2 separate regions of the Sus scrofa genome follow, and region 2 is linked to region 1. A link is a contact called in public Hi-C data. All regions are on one chromosome and are shown on one strand. Each heading gives the region's core, a stretch centred on a gene start, on an enhancer-like site or on the middle of the called end of the contact. The rest is flanking DNA. Distances are from core to core; before and after follow the strand shown.

Evidence for each region. Hi-C and Micro-C count contacts between places; a contact is called where the count stands out from the background.
Region 2: a Hi-C map of epiblast stem cells shows a contact between it and region 1, with 2.4 times the contacts expected there. The contact joins two enhancer-like sites. A contact is called at or near these places in 3 of 5 promoter capture datasets (fetal liver, fetal skeletal muscle and liver), 24 of 47 Hi-C or Micro-C datasets (adipose tissue, alveolar macrophages, blood and 15 more) and 2 of 2 datasets of contacts at active chromatin or transcription factors (alveolar macrophages and skeletal muscle).

Annotation. Positions count from the first base shown.
Region 1 is chr9:64,568,452-64,572,038 of Sscrofa11.1, reverse strand. No RefSeq gene overlaps it. Among named protein-coding and RNA genes, the nearest start is that of SNRPE, 9.7 kb to the right of the region's middle. Within about 2 kb of position 1,373, at least 2 of the 83 cell types and tissues checked have an H3K27ac peak or open chromatin away from gene starts, as enhancers often do. A contact at or near this core is called in epiblast stem cells, where this site is marked.
Region 2 is chr9:64,778,996-64,782,768 of Sscrofa11.1, reverse strand. It overlaps SOX13 (transcription factor SOX-13), which reads right to left. Exons shown (of 15, transcript XM_021063210.1): 15 at 1,827-3,745. The coding sequence ends at 3,469. Among named protein-coding and RNA genes, the nearest start is that of ETNK2, 26 kb to the left of the region's middle. Within about 2 kb of position 2,383, at least 9 of the 83 cell types and tissues checked have an H3K27ac peak or open chromatin away from gene starts, as enhancers often do. A contact at or near this core is called in epiblast stem cells, where this site is marked.

The DNA.
Region 1 (3,587 bases), core at 124-2,623:
GCCGTAAGCTGTGGTGTGGGTCGCAGACATGGCTCAGATCCCCCATGGCTGTGGCTGTGGCTGTGGTGTAGGCCGGTGGCTACAGCTCCAATTAGACCCCTAGCCTGGGAACCACCATATGCCGCGGGAGCAGCCCTAGAAAAGGCAAAAAGACAAAAAACAAACAAACAAACAAAAACCCAAATATGAGATAAACATATCTGTAAAGAGCCCAGAAAGATAAGCACTTAACTCAGTGTTTAAATGACATAAATAACAGTGGTTATTTATGGAGAATACTGATGGAGAAAGGAGGGTCTTATTTTCTGTAAACTTTTGGTTTACATTTTGATCATAAACATGTATTAATCTAACACTTTTTATTTATTTTTATTTAAAAAAAATTTTTTTTGGTCTTTTTGCCTTTTCTAGGGCCGTTCCCCGTGGCATGTGGAGATTCCCAGGCTAGGGGTCTAATCGGAGCTGTAGCCACCGGCCTATGCCACAGCCACAGCCACGTGGGACCCGAGCCATGTCTGCGACCTACAACACAGCTCATGGCAATGCCGGATCCTTAACCCACTGAGGGAGGCCAGGGATGGAACCCACTTCATGGTTCCTAGTTGGATTCGCTAACCACTGGGCCACGATGGGAACTCCAAGCTAACACTTTTTTTTTTAAATTCAATTAAAAATAAATTCCATTGGATATAACTTTTTATCCTTTTTTGGCCACATCTTTGGCATGCAGCAGTTCCTGGGCCAGGGATCAAATTCAAGCCACAGTAGTGACAAGGCTGAATCCTTAATCCTTGACAAATGAGATACAATAATTGCTGGTGCCTACAAAATACAAAATTCTAGTATTTTTAAACTATTCTTATCCTTCTTTCTCCCTACTAATAGAACACCAGGGGCTGCATCAGCACTTAATTTTTTCAGAGCCTGAGTGCCCCCCCACCCCCGGACTTCAAGAATGTTACAAGGAAAAAAAAAAAAAAGGAGTTCCCGTCGTGGCGCAGTGGTTAACGAATCCGACTAGGAACCATGAGGTCGCGGGTTCCGTCCCTGCCCTTGCTCAGTGGGTTAACCATCCGGCATTGCCGTGAGCTGTGGTGTAGGTTGCAGACGCGGCTCGGATCCTGCGTTGCTGTGGCTCTGGCGTAGGCCTGTGGCTACAGCTCCGATTCGACCCCTAGCCTGGGAACCTCCATATGCTGCAGGAGCTGCCCAAAGAAAGAGCAAAAAGACAAAAAAATAAATAAATAAATAAAATAAAATAAAATTAAATTAAATTAAAAAAAAATGTTACAAGAGTGTTAGTGGGTAGTTAGCAAGACCCCTTCTGAAACCAAGAACCAATTCCATAAGTATAACCGCTCACATACCAATGGCTGCCAACAAGAGCAGCTTCCCAGCAGCATGTTTTTGTAACGTTAATGAAGCCAGGAGTAATGCCTCTTATAATACAAACTTTAGTTGGAAGAAAAGATAGATTGTAGAAAAACAGAACTTAAAAAAGCAAACACACAGGCTCCAGTAGAGCAGGAAAGTAAGCAAAGATTTCAGAGCTTGACTGTAGAGTTCCCTGTACCTTATTTCTCACTATCATCATTTGCTCTGTCAAAAATAGAGCCTTCCATGTCTTGATCCATTCAGAATGAGCCGCAGCAGGCACAGCTTTGCTTACACAGGGCAGCTAGGTTAGAAAGGTTGCACGGGAAATGGAAAAAGCAGCCAGCAGGTTTTCTCAGGGATTATACTGCTCCAGCTTTTATCCTCTTCCCAGCTATTTTGGTGCCAAGAAAGCTGCAGGGAGGTCTTTTGCTCTCAAAAAGCTTCTCACCAGAAAGCCTGAAGCAGTCTCAGGGCTGCAACTCCCTCTGCTGCCTGATGCTGATGTTTACTTTGCATGTCATAGCAGGTTCAACTGAGTTTCAATTGAAAAGCAGCCCTCTATTTCAAAATATGACCCCAAAGCACAAGTTCAAATAGAGTAGAAGAGCTAGCATACCAGGTTCCAAGCTGGACTGGTTTCTACACTCACCTTACAAATCTCCTCTCTCACAAAGGATATCTTTCCCTAGGTTTCAAGATCTCAGTCTCCCTCATAGGCACTTCAAAAAGCAGGAACTGGACTTCTTGGTTCTTCCTTACCTACCCTGAGTAATACTGCTCATTAGCAGAATTTATGGTCATTCATCTTTCAAGAGCCAATTTATTTTTTTCAATATCCAATTTTAGTAACACTTACCTACAACCAGTATATTGTATGGACAACAGTAAGGAAGTTCCTCAGAAAACTAAATATAAAACTACCTCATGACATAGCAATCCCACTCCTGGGCATATACCCAGACAAAAATACAATTCAAAAAGCTACATGCCTTTGCTGTACAGCAGAACATTGTAAATCAACTATAATTAAAAAAAATTAATGATAATATGCACCCTTATGATCACAGCAGCACCGTTCACAATAGCCGAGACGAGGAAAACAACCTAAATGTCTAAAGACAGATGAATGGATTAAGATGTACGTGTATATAATGGAATACTACTCAGCCATAAAAAGGACAAAATAATGCCATTTGCTGCAACATGGTTGCAAGAGATTCTCATACTAAGTGAAGTCAAGTCAGAAAGGAAAAGATAAATACCATGTTTCATCTATATACATGGAATCTAAAATATGGCACAAATGATCCTATCTACAAAACAGAAACACCTTATGGACATGGAAAGCAGACTTATAGTTGCTGGGGGGGAAGGAGGAAGGAGTGGGATGGACAGGGAGTTTGGGGTCAGTAGATGCAAACTATTTAGAAAGGATAAGCAATAGGATCCCACCATACAGCACAGGGAAGAACATGATAGAAAAAGAATGTATATGCATATGAATTACTGGGTCGTTATGTTGTACATCACAAATTGACACGACACAGTAAATCAACTATACTCTAATAAAAAAATACTTAGCATGTGGTACTGAAGCTACGTCTGTCAGTCACTGTGAATATTCAACTAACCGTAGATACTCAATAACGATTTAACAGGTTTTTTTTTTTTTTTGCTTTTTAGGGCCACACCCATGGCACATAGAAGCTCCCAGGCTAGGGGCTAAATCGGAGCTGTAGCTGCCAGCCTACACCACAGCCACAACACAGGATCTGAGCCAAGTCTGTGACCTACACCACAGCTCACTGCAATGCTGGATCCTTAACCCACTGAGCAAGGCCAGGGATCAAACCTGAGTCCTTGCGATTACTAGTCAGATTTGTTTGCGCTGTGCCACAATGGTAACTCCTCCATTTAAGAGAATTTTAACTAGAACCCTGAGATATTGGCAGAGGAAAGATCTGTCCATATAATTCAATTAGGAAATAAGCAACTACTGCAGGAGAAACCAAAATCCTTAGAGGTAAGAATAAGAGAAATGTCTCTCCAACTAACATAAAATTATTCTGCCTTAACAAAACTTACCAGCACTGCTTGTGGGTCTTTTTCAGCTTACCAATCGCAGTCTTCCTATTAATTCTTAACAGAGCTCTTTTAAAATAAACTTAAGGCATTTCATTCTCTGCCTATGTCCAAATACTTCTCACATT
Region 2 (3,773 bases), core at 1,134-3,633, 210 kb before region 1:
CAGGTTAAGAACCCAACAGGTATCGGGTTCGATCCCTGCCCTCACTCAGTGGGTTGGGGATCCAGCATTGCCATGACCTATGGTGTAGGTTGCAGATGCAGCTTGGATCCCGCATTGCTGTGGCTGTGGTATAGGCCAGCTGCTGCAGCTCCAATTAGAACCTTAGTCCAGGTATGTCCTTATGCCTCAGGCGTGGCCTTAAAAAAAAAAATAAAAGGCAATATTGTTCTTTTGGCCTTACCCCCATTGTCTCTTTTCTGGACTAAACATCCCTGGCCCTCAACCATCCTTTAAGAATGTGTCCATCCACTAACTCCCTCCAGTTCTCCATTCAGAATGCTTGCCTCTGGGCCCCTCCAGGGTGATAATGGCCTTTTCTACTGAGGGGCCTGGGACTGGCATGATGCGCCTGAGACCAGGACTGCATGGTGTATACTGGCCCCTCACCTCCCTCCTGTTAGCACATATGTCTGTTTTTTGGGGTTGTTTGTTTTTAGGGCCACACCTGCAGCATATGAAGGTTCCCAGGCTAGGGGTCAAATTGGAGCTGTAGCTGCCTGCCTACACCACAGCCACAGCAATGCTGGATCCAGCCTCGACCTACACCACTGCTCATGGCAATGCCAGATCCTTAACCCACTGAGTGGGACCGGGAATCAAACCCGCATCCTCCTGTTTCCTAGTCGGACACGTTTCCACTGTACCATGAGGGGAACTCCAGCACACACCTGTGTTAATCCCACCTAAGTCTTCCTCTTTGACAAGAATTACCTCTCAGCTTTGTTGCCCCCTTTTCATATTAGTGAGATTAAATTTCCAGCCACAAGGGTTGGTCTTTTTATCAACCGTTGTTGCATTCAAAGAGTTTCAGTCTGTCATCCAGCTCTTTTAGGGCTAATGGACTATTATTTCTCCTAGTGTGAAACATCTTTGAAATTCTCACTTCAAAGCATAAGGTCACAGAGCCCTGAAGTGCATCAATGGAGACCCTGCTTCATTAATCAATATCTTGGCGGGGGGAGACTCATAAATGAGCTCCTGGCCTTCATGTGAGTCCTTTTCTGGAGTGAGTTTCACAGCTTTCATTAGATTCTCAAAGGGCTCCTTCTCCAAAAGAGGGTAAGAGCCATGGCTAAGGCTTAACCTCCTTGTTTTCAGATGAGGACAATGAGGCCTAGAGGGGAGGCCCGATCACTCCCACCCCACCCCTCACCCCCTGCAATACACACACAAAACCGTGTAGCTTGTTTTGGGGAGAACCCCAGCTGCCTGACTCTTGTTACAGTGCTTGTGCCACTGCCTTCTTTCTTAGGACCTGGGTGGCCACTTTGTGGTGAGGTCTGCCTCACCTCTGTTTTTTTTTGCTTTTAGGGCCCCACCTGCAGCATATGGAGGTAACCAGGCTAGGGGTCCAATCAGAGCTGTAGCTGCCAGCCTACACCACAGCCACAGCAATGCCAGATCTGAGCCAAGTCTGCAACCTACACCACAGCTCACGGCAACGCCGGACCCTCAACCCACTAAGCAAGACCAGAGATCAAACCTGCAACTTCATGGTTCCTAGTCGGATTCGTTTCCGCTGCGCCATAATGGGAACTCCTGCTTCACCTCCTTGAAGCAGGTGTGGTGTTTTTCTCAGGTGCGGGCTCTGGGGTGGCACCTGGCCTGGGCCTCCCTTGCCTAGGATAGTTCCCCACGGGCTCCATGCATGAAGTTCCCTGGGGCTGCCACAAGGGGGCAGTGGTGCCTGGGCTGGTGGCATATGGAAACATTCTGGACTTGGGCCAGGCTCCCGTGCCATCCCCCCTCCAACAAGAGCCAGAGACTGAAATGGTCTGTCTTTATTATGCCAACAGAAAACAAACAAACAATTCCTCCAAGGGTAAACAGGAGAAATATGCTGGTTAAGTTACTCATCATTATCTTATTATTAACAAAATAAAGCACTATCTATGTTTACAGTCATACAAAAAAAAAAAAAGAAACAGCCTGGAGAGAAGTTGGGCTTGGGGAAGTGGAAGGGAAGGGGAGAAGGTTGGGGGGCGGACAGACTCTGTCCCTGTGGGACTGGGGTTCCCTTCCCACCCCAACCCGGCCCCCCATTAGGGGCTGTTCAGGATCTTTGGAGTCATGTGCCAATGGGATTGGATTTTCTTGGGCAAAGATCTTGTGAAAAGGGTCAGGGGTTGAGGCAAGTTCTGGTGTAGAGTGGGGGAGGGGAAAGGAGTGGTGGGGGCGAGCTGGGTGGGAGAGGATGGAGAGAAAGCCGAAGCCCTTTTCTCCTTCCACTCCCTTCCAAGAATGGGGCCCTCCCACCCCTGCTCAAGGAGTGGCAACCAGCTGCCACAAGAGCCCCCTCTCCAGGGCTTCTGTCACGGACAGAAGAGGGCACCCTCCGTCCTCCTGCCCCTATTCCTGGCACTCAGGTTGGGACCGGGGGCAGGGGCACCAGGCCAGAGCCCCCTGGAGGCCAAGCACATTCCCAAGCTGCTGGGAGCTAAAAATGGCTCCGTGGGAACTGACAGGCTGGGTCGGGGAAGGAGCGAAGGGGAAGGCAGGAGGCTGGGGGGCTGAGGGCAGAGACCGGGCCAGCATCAAAGGGCAAGGGCAGACACCTGGGAAGGCAGAGATACAAGAAAGGCCCTCCAGAGAGGCAGGGACAGAGAGAAAAATGCACCAAGGACACACAGAACCTGAGACACCCAGACTGACAAAGAGGTAGCAATTAGGGGACGAAGAGAAGCACGGAAAGGGCCCCCCCAGGGAAGCGAGAATGGCATCCAGAGACACACTCACAGGAACTCAGCGACAGTGCCTGGCACATAGCGGGCACTCAATAAATACCTTGTGCAATGAAAGAACAGATGAAAACACATGTGCATGTGCGCGCATGCGCACACACACACACACATGCACACACAGCAGCCAGAGGCACGATAGGCTTGGCAGAAGATAAAGACGGCGAGGACACCCAGACCTTTCTGCACAAAGTACAAAGTGATCCTCATGGCAGAAGAGCAATCTAGGGTACTGCAGGCGGGGGCGGGGGGGGTGCCCGCAGGCGGTGGGGGGGCGGTTGTGTTGGTCCCATGGTGGCTGGTCCCGCTAGGACAAGAATGGAAACAAAGCATGTGGCCCCAAGGGGACAGGTCTGTAGCTGCCATACCCTCAGGGTGGGCAGACCTGCAGGGAGGGTCACTGGGTGTCCCCTGGCCACAAGCCCCATGGGCCTGGATCTCAGCCCATCACCACCAAGTGGAGCCATCAGCTCCTCAGGTGTGCCCATGGGGCAGCGGGGAGGGGGTATCTCCCCGTCGTGAACATTATCTACAAATGCACCGCTGTGCCCCTCTCCCGGGCATGCCCAAGTCCAAGTACCAACACAGTCCAGGGTGGGTGGCTGTGTCCCCCTGTCCTGGGGCCAGGTCCTCCCCAGGGAGGAGGGTGGCCAGGCCCACGCAGCCGGGATCAGTCCGTAAGCACCACCAGCTCCCCGTCACTCTTCTCCTCGCCCTCCGAGTCCTCCTCCTCGCTGAACCGGTACATCTCACCATCGGCCACTGAGTGCCTGTCCTCCGTGCCCTCGCCCTCCTCCCTGAGGCTGCAGGTGTTGACGATGACAGGCATGTTCGGGTCCAGGCTGCGGGGCACATAGTGCTCCACCAGGGGCTGTGCCAGCGGCACGCCCGCCACCCGAGGGTACAGGACGTCTGAGGGGCTCATCTGCACCTGGCCGGCCTGCGGGCTGGGGAGCAGAGGCGGGGCAGGGTTAC